Regions from separate parts of the Zea mays genome. Here region 1 is linked to region 2. A link is a contact called in public Hi-C data. All regions are on one chromosome and are shown on one strand. The core of a region is the stretch at or near the end of the contact, and the rest is flanking DNA. Distances in the headings are between cores, read along the strand shown. Region 1 has its middle 16 kb from the start of LOC100273107. Region 2 holds the start of LOC100278652.

Evidence for each region. A called contact is a pair of places that touch in the nucleus more often than the background predicts.
Region 1: a contact with region 2 is called in a Hi-C map of endosperm, with 5 times the contacts expected there. The contact joins the enhancer-like site here to the promoter of LOC100278652 in region 2. A contact is called at or near these places in 4 of 25 Hi-C or Micro-C datasets (bundle sheath, endosperm, leaf and 1 more).

The regions. Positions count from the first base shown.
Region 1 is chr3:161,984,790-161,991,370 of Zm-B73-REFERENCE-NAM-5.0, reverse strand. No RefSeq gene overlaps it. Among protein-coding and RNA genes, the nearest start is that of LOC100273107, 16 kb to the left of the region's middle. Within about 2 kb of position 4,975, at least 19 of the 20 cell types and tissues checked have an H3K27ac peak or open chromatin away from gene starts, as enhancers often do. A contact at or near this core is called in bundle sheath, endosperm, leaf and 1 more, where this site is marked.
Region 2 is chr3:161,859,314-161,865,701 of Zm-B73-REFERENCE-NAM-5.0, reverse strand. It overlaps LOC100278652, which reads right to left and starts at 4,213. Exons shown (of 1, transcript NM_001372465.1): 1 at 2,308-4,213. The coding sequence starts at 3,841. The coding sequence ends at 2,615.

The DNA of each region.
Region 1 (6,581 bases), core at 3,726-6,225, 120 kb before region 2:
CACAGCTTCAATTCTATATATATATATGTACTGTTAAAGCCATACGTCGGGTCGACCTTTTCTACGCCTGCATACCATTCATCTGATGGGTTCAAAATAAAGCATGACGATCCTCTCTCTGCTCAGAACGGCTACTAAACAAACGGAAGACGATGTCAGTCTGAACGTGGAACCGAACCTGCCCCCGAATACTTTGGAAGGGCCGTGTAAATTCCGACAGCAACGGATCGAGTGCGCACTGTTCTGTCGTACTCAGTACGTGTATATCTATGGCTACATCCTGCATATATAGGCCCATGTCATGGCTACTCCTCCAGGATAACAATCTTTAACTAACTGCCGCATCGAGACAGCGGGGTTAAAAATTTTAAACCATGCGATCAGAACCGAACTCCATCTGCAACACCTACTCTCAGTGGCGGACGTAGGACGGGAACTTATAGAAAGCCAAAAAAATCACACGACAAACCATAAAAACTATTGCCGCATAGAATTCAATACGCGTAAGTTCAAAGAAAGAAACAATGTAAAAAAATAAGTAAATATGTCGTTAAGTTCTTGCTGACCGGTGCAAAAATCGTCGAATATTGATCTCATCATCAATCGTCGAATAATGACCTAATCATCAATTTGTGTTCTTAAGGCTGGATATACAACTATTTCATCTAGATTAAATGCCCATTCAACACTTGTTTATTCTAAAATTCTTATTTGTGCAATACACGAGTCGTTCACATTGGTACCGTCCTAACCACCGGCCGTGGACCCCGTTAAAACGGTAAAAAATCTCCTCATTTAGATATCTAAATAAAAGGGAGCAATAATCATCAACTATTTATCTAATCTCCAAATTCACAATCAAAAGTGAATATTCTAGTGTAATCCAAATATTCAATCTTTCAGAAAGAATAGAGCCAGAAAGGGAGCGAGGTCAGATAACGTCGCGCGTCACAGAAACAGGGTGTCAAAGCGGATTGGATCAGGTGATGTCAGAAAAAATGGAGCCGAATAGATAGATATGAGAACTAAAACAAAGAGATCGAGACAATCCAGACATACATACGAGACTGTTTTAGCCCACCTAACTTTCTATTTTTTTATACTTAACATAAGATATAGGAATTTTAAAAATTGAGCTAACATCAGATATAGGAATTTTTAAAATTGAGGGAGGGTCATGTCCCACTTTACCCCATCTGTCCGTCCGCCCCTGACTATGGCTACTCTACTACCGTGGAGCTGGAGGAAGGAAAACAAAACAACTCCTCTCCCCCTCGATCTCTTTCGCGCCCTGGTTCCTTTGGCTGCACTGCACCCCGTCCCTCCGTGACATACTGGCGTGAGCACACTGTGCTCGACGTTTCGGTGACGTTGGATGCGCGCGCGTCTGATGGCGAGGGGACGCGAGAGAGCACGCCGCAGTGCAGAGGGGCGGGGACAGGGACGGGGACGGACGCAGACGCAGACGCAGACGCGCACGCGCACGCACCCACCGGGGTCCGGGGGCGCACCGCCACCGCCATGGCGTCACTTCCCCGTAAAATAATACGGCGTCAGGGAAGGGAGAGTCTTGAGGGGGCTCCGGCTCCGGCCTCGGGTCCTCTTGCTGCTGCTGTTGACGCTCGCTGCCTGTTCGTGCACTGAAGAGCAGGCCTTGTTTGTTCGGTGAGGAAGAACGTAGACAGAGAGACTATTGGGGTGGTCCATGCACGAACAGGGCGATGTTTTTGAAAGAACGAGCGAGCAAAAGGCTTTAATCCCGAAGGAAGCAGGCTAGGAGAAGGGGATTGTAGCTGCAGCAGAACCCGAAGCGAACAAAGCATCCGCCCGACGACGACCACTGTGTTATAGACTACAGTGACGTGCTTATACGAACTCCGCCAGCTTCCTCTTCAGAACGAAGCAAAAGCAGCAATCAACATGCACAACGGACGCATGCCTGACTGATCTAAGCAGATGATGCAGCAGTACACACACAACACCACCGAGAAGCTAACTAACCCTGCCTCCCTCCTTCCCCGATAAGTTAAACAACAATAGCAACAGCAACTGCTGCTGCTACCTGCTGTAGGCGCAGGCTAGCGCATGCAGGACCAAAAGCGCGCATTGTTAATCCAGAGACGGCCGGGCGCTTTTCTGTAGCAGTACGAAGCTGGATTAGGTTCCGGACAGCCTCGCAAATTAAAGATTAAGGCTTTTTACAAATCACCAGCGCGGGAGAAGCCAAGCGCGTCCGTGCCAGGCAATTCGACACCGCTCGCCTGCGCTCTGACATCAGGCGAGCTGCCCCGCCTGCTTCTTCTTCTGGGCTTTAAATTGACCGCGTAGCCAGCCGGAAGGGATCGGTCGATCGATCGATCGATCACGAGTCCTCCTCCTGTCCCGAAAGCGACCCCCCGGCCCCCGCAGGTAAAGCGTATACAGCCGGACGGGTGCCGCATCCGGCACCACCCCGTCCACGTCGGCCGCCGCGTAATTTAATAGCTGATGAGTGTAAGAGCCAGGATTAGTCACGGAGAAAATGATAAATCCGACCTCCCCGGTTCTGATCGACAGGGTTTCGTTCATCAGGGACATTTGTCATCTGTCTGCTTGCGGCGACTACTCTCTGTGTGTGTTTTCCATGTGGAAAAAGAACAAGGGCAGCTAGCTACCCCGTGCATATAGAGTATATATAGGCCCCAGACCTAACATGGCACCTACTTCTTGCACCCGAATTCCTACCACTGTACCACAAATATATATACTACTTGTATTGTGTGCGTGTGTGTGTATATATATATATATATATATATATATATATATATATATATATATATATATATATATATATATATATATATATATATATATATATATATATATATCGTGTCTCCAAATGTCTTGTCGTTCCAAGTAATCATTAAATCGGCGACAGGGTTAATCGTAGATCGCACACGTTGAAATCTTTGCCCAGAACATGCCATTTTCTCAAGTCACAGCACGGAACCGGGTGCCGATCCCTTCTCCCTCGCAGCCGTGGAAGGGGTGGCCCGGAGGTATAAATTCTGAAAGCAACCTAGCTAGGATCGATTATTAGGTGCAGATCATCATATCGGGCCACAGATGCTCTCTACTACTGAAGAACATATGCACACGTACGCTCATGTGTCCCGCGCGCCACACATGTCTCCGCAAATCCCCAGCTCGGCAGCAGTAATCAACTAGCATATGCATATGTCTATATCTATTGTAAAATATAAGTAGTATATAGGAACAAATACTTTTTTACAGAAACCGTTTCAAAAGACAAGACAAAAAAAAATACTTCTACAGAAAAGAGGTTGGTTTCTATCCTATTCCATCTTTATCTCTAACAATTAGTGCACACGTACGGTCCGGGTCCGGCATTAGTATTGTTACCGATTAAAAGTGTGTTAATATTGGAGGGCAGGAAAAGAGGAACACTTTCCCTGCCTCGATAATAAAACACACACAGCTAGCTCTAGGTCAGACGTTAACGTCGCATATGCAACGCAACAAGCGACATCCGTCCAAGACAAGGGGGCCGGACGATGTAAAAGACGCTGTTTCCGACAACGCTGACTGCGCAGAGAAGATGAGGGCGGGCGATTCGCAGTTCGCCGACAGCGACCTTACCGGTACTCTTTAGCCCCGGTTGAGTACCCGGCGAGTCTACCGCTAGTCAACTCATCAACGGCCGGCAGCTGCCGCGAGCCCGGCAGGCACCGCCGTGGTGTCACGGCCGGCGTAAAAATAATAGTAATGCGGATCAGCGTTGTCGGGACCGGTTTAAGGCGGCGCGCGTGGGTTGGCTGCATGATTAGGGCGCTCGGGTCAACACTGTTGTCGGGTGGGTTAGCGTGAGGGAGAGGGAAAAGCCAAGATGGCATGGCCGGCCTGCTAGCTAGCTGCTGATTATAACCTGGCGATTAGCGGAGCAAGACCTGCTAGTAGCCTAATCGCTCTTAGCTTCGTGTCCTTGTGTATTGTATTAATTATACTCCGTAGATATATAGACGATCATATGGATGGATGGATGCATGCTGCTCGCTCGCTCGCTGCTTCTTCCGGTGGCGTGTATTTGCAGTTGCAGGTAGGGAGGATGTCATGTGACGTACTATTTGTGAGTCGGGGACAGTTGTGCGTCTGATGTTGCCTTGCTTGTGGATTTAGAGCGTCCTATTTCTACGAGTCATCGAGGCATGCTTTCCAATCATTCTTCGACTTAATTATCGGAGAGGGCAGGCACATATGGATTATTGGAGAAAAATATCTATATAGCTTGCTGCACTGAACCTTGATGTTTGGAATATAGTGGTTAATTAATCTGAAAGCTGAAGGTCCACCCCAATAAAAGAAACACTACTAGCTACAATAAGCTCCTCTTAGCTTATGCACGCAACTCTTCTCTACTCAGGGGCAGTGTCAACGCTATTATGGAAGCCCCAGACCCTTTTAAAAGCACAAAGAACAGCGTCGTCAGTCGCATGCACATCGGCCTCTCGGAGATGGATGATGAAGAAAGAGATGAGCCCGACTGCCGCATGGTTTCAGGTTAGAGGCACGCACGCACGCACGCAGGTGTTATGCTGGTTTGGAGACAAATCATCATTGGAGCAGAAAAAAAAAGGCAAGCGACAGAAGAATGATCCGGAACACACGGGAACTCTTTCAAGATAGATAGATGGGTGTGGTGTAGAGTAGAGAAACTACTGCTATCAAACGGATAAGCATATCGGGTTGCATGGCAGCGATAGTTGCCTGACAGAGAACAGCGATACGGCTGTCTGACCACAGAGCAGCAAGATAGCTACCGCTCACAGAGTCACGCTCACGGATCTAGAAGAAGCTGCTCTCTCGTCAGCCAAGCAGCCTCGGTTTGTTCTTGTGAGAAAGGGCCGTGTCATGGGCGATAATACAATACGGAGCCCATCTGCCATGCAGCCCGTTTTCTGGCGGCTTCAACCATGCGCGCACCAGCCCAAGCGCGTCGGGCTTCCGGCCCACGCCGGACAGTGTACCCCCCGGACAGCAGGCAGCAGCACGTAACGGCCCTCCTGCGCGTGCAGGCACGGCGACGGCGGCATAAAAAAATCGGCCAATGTCACCGCTGAACACACCCACCTCTTCTACCCTACAAACAACGTAGTTAAACGCAGCAGCTGAACAAACCAAATAGTGCTCTTCTTCGCCTTCTTGCATTTGCGGATGAGATCAAGAATTTGCAGTTGTCGCCTGACAAGCTCTTTGTTGTGCTGCGTCGTCTGCACAAGGTACTAGTACAACGCTGAATTCTTTCCCACAGGACCCCGACCCCGGAGATTTTCGAAGCACAACATACCAACTTAGGGCTTGTTCGTTTCGTCGTTAATCCATGTGGATTGAGTGGTATTGAATCGGATTAAATCCATAACAAGTCAAAATCTATTCCAATCCATCCCAATACACACAAATCCACATGGAATTGAAACAACCGAACAAGGCCTTAGCTTGGTTTATTCTTTCAGGCTTGTTCGTTTTGCTATTAACCCATGTGAATTGAGTAGGATTGAGTTGGTTTAAATCCGTCTCAATCCTGTCCAATACACTCCAATCCATATGGATTAGCATAACCGAACAAGGCCTCACGTGGGAGCTTTCGGCATTAGATCTGATAAACAATCCGCATTTCACTAACAAACAAATGGAGAGCTTGCAACCGAGTGAGCTATTAGGGCACCTCTGGGTACAAGAGCACAAAGACCTCATTGATCAGTATATGGAGTGGAGACATATGTGGACTTTTCATGAAGACTTGTGGTTTCATGCCCCAGGACAGGAACCATCATGTTTGGCGGTGCTTCAGCCATTCCTCCAACAGTGTCAGGATTAACTGCCAGTTCAACACAACTTTATTCTAATCAGCAGCACTGGAAAGTGGAAGACCCTCGGCTTCATAAGGTGGTGAGGCAAACGACAGGGTTATCCTAGCTTATCAGGTGCACTTTGAGAGATCCAGGAAGGTTCAACAACAGTATTGTTGGATCACCCCCTAAGGTGCTGGGGCACAGTTGAGGGAAATTTTTAAAGGATGAATTGGAACTGGTTAGGAGAAGTAAACATGTCACAAAACATCTTTCCAATCCCATGTTCTGCTGCTAGCAATACTTTTTGTATGTTCTTAGCTTCCTATTTGGGCTCTTAATGTTGTGGTTGATATCATCCTCGCACACTTTCACACCACATACATAATAAAAAAGAGGGCCAGTACGCGAGCCAATATTCATCGGTAGACTCATCTCTCATACAAACACCAGGGATATATGATCTAGTCTCTAACGCAGCCAGTGAAGGGAAATATTGTCACCTCCGCTCAACAACCTCACCCTCTTCGATCAAGCAGCGATGCCCTAATGGCTTCTCCATCGAAAAGCGAAGTATAACATGTATTCTACCACATCTAGTGGCTAGAACTAGAGCACCAGCTCGCTTTCCTAGTTCTAAAAACGGTACCATAGCAAGTTTGTGCCTAGGACCTCAACCCTAGATGTCTTTTAGCCGTTTGACTTTTAGGGTGAACCTAAGCAAAACCCCTCCTA
Region 2 (6,388 bases), core at 2,964-5,463:
GGGGCGATGGCACCATCCGTGCACTGCCTGGATCCGGACGATTCGCCCGTCGCCCCCCGCCCCACACCCAACACGGCATGTGCGCACGGCACCGGGCACGGCCCTGCCACTGCCACTGGCACTGCCACCACGACGGCACCACCTCTTGCCCTCCCTCTCCCGTCAGCCACCAACTCCCCGCGGCCCTGTCTGCCTTCAAGTGCGATGCCACCGAGCCGTGTCAGCCTCCGTCACCCAGCTCGGGGACGGGAATGGTGCTCGCCCTCGCCGAGTGCACCGGCATCGCTCGCCGCCGCCGCCGCCGCCTTCGTTTGCCTGGCTGCTCGTGATGCGTGAAAACGGATCGATTGATTCTTCCACGCCGTGCCGGGCCATCCGAGCTGCATGTACCTTTTGTCGATTCAAATCCAAATCCAAAAGGAAAAAAGAACAAAAAAATAAAGCAAAAGGACGCGACGCGTCCTGAGCAGCCTCGTAAATCAACTCGTCATCCAGGCTCCGTGGTCAGCCGCTGCCGCTGCCGGCCCACTTGCCACGCCGACGTGCATGCCGGTGCCGGCGCTGCGTCCGAATCCAAGGGCTCCACGATCTCGCGCGCCCCATGCTTCGATGCTAGTGCCGCGCCCCCAGCCTAATCCTGTGCGTCCCCGTGGTGGTTACAGAAGCTGTCCGGTGGCCGCTGCGCTCGTTTCGTTCGGACGCCGCGTGCGCACGTTCCTGGCCTCTCGGTGCGTCATGCGTGTGGTGTGTCACGTGTCTCTCTCTGGATCTCGGCAGGTCAATCTTAAGCTTAAATTTGAAACGACTCTAAGGGCATTACAACTCTGATACTTCAAGTATAAGACACAGCTAAAATACAATAAAATCTAGTAAACATATCTAAAATCTTTGTCTTATTATATCCATTGCACTAATCAGAACATTAAATAAATTAAATTGATCAATCAGCCAGTCTCATATATTGAACATAAAGTCAAGATAAAGTCAAGATACAGTGTCTTGATTAAAATACATGTCATAAGTTTTTTTTACATTTACTTATATATTAGACATACTCGAACACATAGCTCCACACGCGCCGGCGCGCCCTAATGCGATTGGGATGCGAACCCACGCTGCTGCTGTAGATCCATGATGGATCTCGCCTCTCCTGTGCCCCAGCCCGGCTAGTTGCGATGGGACCCCGGTGTTGGTGCACCTAGCCTTGCCGGCACGGCGCTCGTACCACTCACCGTGTTAGCTAGCTGCGCAGTTAAGAGGGACAGCGATCCATTAACGCCACACGACGGTACATCTGCCCCGTCCGGCCGGCCTCTCGTTTCGCTCCATTCCACCGGGCGCCGTGCCTGTGCCTGTGCCGTACCACCACCGCCGCCCAGATTTACTGCCGCGTCATTACCGGCCGCCGCGGGGTATTTGTTTCGCCGCTCCACTTGGGCTGTGGTTACTGGTTACTAGTACTGCTCGGTCCCATCGCATCGCAGGCAGATGGATTGCAAATCTGCTGGTCGCAGGTAAGGGAGGCACGGGCGGGGCCGGGCGCAGCGCGTGGTCCACGACTCTCTCATCCCATGGCTTGGGAGTTGGGACGTAGACGGTCCCAGGCAGCACCCAGCAGGATCGAGTGTGCTGCTCTCGACTGGCGCGGCGAGGGCGAATCATGCCGCCGGCGCCGCCGCTCCTTCCCACTGAACAGTAGCAGCAATGCAGCATGGGCGACGGCTCGGGGGAGCCGTAGAATAATGCGGCACATCTGCCTGCGCTGCGATGCGCGCGGCAGGCGTGCGCCGTGGGCGGTGCGTGGCTGGTGTCGCGCGCTCGCCGCCACGCCCGCCCTGGCGAGCGCATATGGCCCTCCCGGCTCCCGCGGACGCCGCTTGTTCCATAGCGAGTGGCCGCATGCGCTGCTGCTGCTGCTGCCAATACCTTGTCCCGCTCCCGTCCGTCCCTGATCCCCGTCCATCCGCTGGACCGCAGGAAATGAATCGATCGCTCGACGTGACAGACGCCGCAGAGGCCACCCAACGGCGCCCTGCCTGTGTGCCTGGCTAGCTGCCTGCCGCACTGCCTTTTTTCCCAGCCTTTTGCCCCCCCCCCCCCCCCCCCCCCCCAAATCATCCCCCCCCAAATCATTTGGCATCTCGTCATGTCTCGTCGTCCCGGCACGGCGGCACTGGACACACCGGGCATGGGCGCCTCCGCGGTCCGCGCCATGGCAAAGTCGCCGACCCACCACCGAAAGTTTCACCACTGATCGTTACTGCCGGCACGCACACACGACACGACGCGACGAGCGAGCGACACGGATGATGCATGCTTGTTACATTACTACCGTTTACATGGACATGGGTGCTTTCTGCTTCATCCATGGTCGACACACGACGATGGCTCATGGCTGGCCTGCTTGAGGCGACTACTTGAGGCCTAGCTTCGTTCTAGTACAGTACAGAGGATATCGAAGCTACTCGATCGAATTAGAGCAGAGGAAGGAGAGTAATAAAAAAAAGGCAAAAAAAAAAAGAAAAGAAGGGGGCAGGTAAGGTGAAAATGTGGAAGAGCGAGCCTAGAGCTCGAATTTGTATGTACAAAGTACAATGCCATGGCTTGCTGCTGATCAGTACACCTTCTTGGAGAAGAAGGTCCGGAGCCCGAAGAGCACCTGCGGCGGGTTCCCTTCCTCGCCGGCGCCCTCCACGTTGTTCCGGCACCCGGCAGCTGGCGCGGCCACGCTCGGCGACGCCTTGTCGTCGCTGGCTGCATCTGCGTCCGCGTCCGCGGCCGCGGCGGGTTCCTGGGCCGGGGCCGCCTTCTTCTTGCCGCCCACCTGCTTCTGCTCGGCGGCGGTTTGCTGCAGCTTGTTGCGCCTCAGCTTCCACACGGCGCTGGGCCGCCCCACGCGGATGCCGCCGGGCCCTGCTGCGTTGTTGTTATTACGGCCCTGTCCGGGCACCCACCTCCTCAACATGGACGTGGCGCTGGATGTGCCGGCGGCGGTCAGTGGCGCCGCCTGAACCTGGGTGGCCGCGTCGGCGTCTTCTTCTCCGGCTGCTGCTTCTGGCGCTGCAGTTGCAGTGGCGGTGGGGATGGTCGGCACAGGCCCGGAGGACTCCCCGCGGGAGTTGCTACGGGAGCACGGCGCGCTGCTCACCTTGCGCGGGACCGGCGCCGGGGCCGGCGGCGCGCTCGGGGCGGTGGCATTGGCGGTGGTGTTGGCGTTAACGCTGGCGCCGCCGCTGGCGGCGACGGCGGCGTTGGGGTTGGGGTTTGGGTTTGGATTCGGATTGGGCTTGGCCCTACTCAAGGTGCCGGCACCTGCTCCGGCGGAGCGGCTCCTGGAGAAAGGCCATATGTTGATGTTAATCAGCTCGGCGTTCCCGCTGACGCTGCTCACGCGCCGTTCCACCTTCTTGCGCTCCTTGCCCTCGGCGCCGGCGCCGGCGCCCGCCTTGAAGATGTCCTTCCACTTGAACGTGACCGCGGGGAGGTCCGGCGTCGGCGCGATGGCGGACTCCGCGAGCGGCTGCGCGGCCTCCCCTTCCACCTGCGCCTGCGCGTCAGGCAGCGGGAGCGCCGCGGCGTCCGCGTCCGCGTCCGCGTCGGCTTGAGGCTGAGGCGCGCCGTCGCCGTCCGGAGCGCCTGGCGCCTGGAGGGTGTGGAGCGGGAGCACGACGCCGCCGGAGAAGAGCTCGTCGGCGGTGAGCAGCGCCGGGGACGGGTTCCTGCCCACCATCCAGAACTCGAACTCCGGCGACGCGGCGTGGGACGGCGAGGACCTCCCGGACTCGCACTCCGGCGGCGGCGGCAGAGGAGGAGGAGGTAGCGCCCCCACGGCGTCCGCCATTGCCGCTGGCAGCGGCTTGTCCCTGCTCCGGCGTCGGCTCGGATCTGGGAGCCACTCGAGGCGGCGGCGGCGGCGGCTGCAAAGGGAGATGGACTACAGAGTCATGCTGCTGTGACTGTGAGGTGTGAGCGGAGCTTGGCGAGCCGCGGGAGGTGTGGACAGCGCGACCTGACGCGTTATTTATCAATCACATCAACTCATGAAGGTCTGGTGGTGGGGGCGTGGGAGAGGTGAGTGATGGTGGTGTGGCAGCAGTGGCAGCCGTTCAGGCTCGGCTCGGCTGCCGCTGCCGCTGCCACGATTTCCGCCTCGCCTGACGCGAAAACGCAGCGTTGCATATGCGCTCTGAAATCTTTGTCTGGTGACGCTCTTTATTCGCCCGTTTCTGGGGACGGCCGCCCCCACCGTCACGTTTACTTGCTTGCCTAGTTGCCTTGCCGCTCTCTCTCACTCACACACAGTGAGTGACACACAGCGCGAAGAGAGTGAGGTCAAGGCGTTGGACGAGTGAGTGCCGTTAAGCAACAGGTCTGCTCACACCCACATCCGGAGCTTAGAGCAAACCACAGGACAGACAGGCCGTAGGCACCACCACATGTCCGTACTGAACGCACTGTTGCGGTACCCAGGCGTGAACCGAACCCACGCCGCTGCTGCCTGCACCGATCCCAGATGGCTAGAGAACCTGCCCAGCCCAGCCATGTCGCAGTGGAAACGATGAGCTCGCACGGACACAAAACAGAGCAAAGCAAGCAGTCGCGTTATCAGGTGGTTGGGTTCGTTGATGCCGACCGGGCCGCCACGTCAGTTTCGGTGGCGCGGAACAGTGCCCCAGCCGCAAGCAGCTACAGCGATGCCCCCCCGTCGGCATGCGCTTGTCACTCGCACACTCCACGTCCACGGATATACAACGGTGGTTGCAGGCGTTGTGTTGTGTCACGTCCGATCCCAATAATATTACGGCGCGTACGTACGTACGCCGTGCCGGTGGGCTCGGGGGGACCACGCATAACGTGCAGGTCGTTGCGTCGGTTGCAGGTATGCGGGTGCGTGCTGTGCTGCATGCGCTTGCTGAAACGAAACGAAACGAAACGCGACGGGGGGATTCGGTCGGCGGGAAGCAACAGGGAAGCCGTAGGCCGAACCGGACACGGGTGGTTTGTGCAGGGAGCCAGGGAGGGGAGGGAGGTGGACATGCCACGATGATGCGCTTGCACCGGAAAGGAGGGGGAGGAAGCGGCCGCCGGTCGGATCACGTGGTTCGTGGTGCCCCCATGCAGCTTGCTAGCCTGAAGCCAGCCGGATTAACCAACCACCGATCGATCAATCATGCATGTTCTGCTCCTCCGGCCTAGGTATATACTCGAAGAGAGTAGTAGCTGAAAGGCGCCTGCCTCGGATGCCCAGCACAACTGTCTGGCAATGCAACCAATGCGTGGGGGGACGGAATGGCCAATGGCGCTTAACTGGAGTAGTACCCGCAACGCAACCGCTGCTGTAGCACACGCCCTTTCGCTCGTGGATCCTTGTCCCCCCTCCATATATATCTCTGCACGGCACAGCAGTGCCACAGACTGTATCACCCGCTCACCAAGGTATGTATGGTTTCACGGTGCAGCTGCAGCTGCCGCAGCCGCTCGCTGTGGAAGCTGGGTGCTACAGCCGCCCGCGCTGCGCCCCATCGACCCTGACTGACGACGCCGAGATCGTGTCTGTCGGACCACAAAACGCAAAGAAGGGTCCTGCACCTCTCACATGCATGCAGGCCGGGCGCGTTCTGAGTTCTGACCAAGTCGTGAACAGCCGCATCGCAATCGGATCGCCGTCTGAAAAGATTCTCGGCTGTGAGAGACACCACCATGCAGGACAGGAGGAGGCACCGCCCTCACCATCGTATGCTACGAACCCGCCGGTTGGCTCTTGGCTGGCTGGCTGGCTGGCTGGCCCACGCATGCCGACGGCGCCCTAGCTCCAGTGCAGGGCTGTCAGGCCGCCGCGAAGGCGAGCCTAGCTAGCTATGAGGTTGCTTTGCTATCGGGTGTCGTCGTGTCCAGGCTTTGGCGCAGCGAGAGCGAGGCAGGCAAGGCAAAGGCAAAGGCAAAGGGCAAAGCACGTCAGCCCGAGCAGGTTCGGTACGCGGCGCCGGTCAGGGGCAGGGGCAGGCGCACGGCATGAATGCCTGCTGCGGTGGCCGGTGTGGCTGCTGGCCGCAGCAAGTCCGGTCGCTTTCGCCCTAGCCGATGATTCCATTCCGTACGGGCTCGTGTCAGCTGAGAGCTGAGTATCTTTTCTTTGGAGGGGGAGGGGGATCGTGCTCGTGTCAGCTCTCTGACCAAGCTCTCTGCATCGGCGCCATGGAATTCCGTGCCGGCCTTGTCCACCCCTTTCCCTTTGCTTCCGGCTTCCGGCTTCCGGCCGTCCCACATCGGCCCTCTCTTTCGAGAGGTAATCGTGGGCTCTCTTAGCAAATAGATGTAGCCCTCAGCCTCTTGTTATTTAGCATAAAGAGCTTGAGTATATTTTCTACAAGTCTTCCAATCTTTAGAG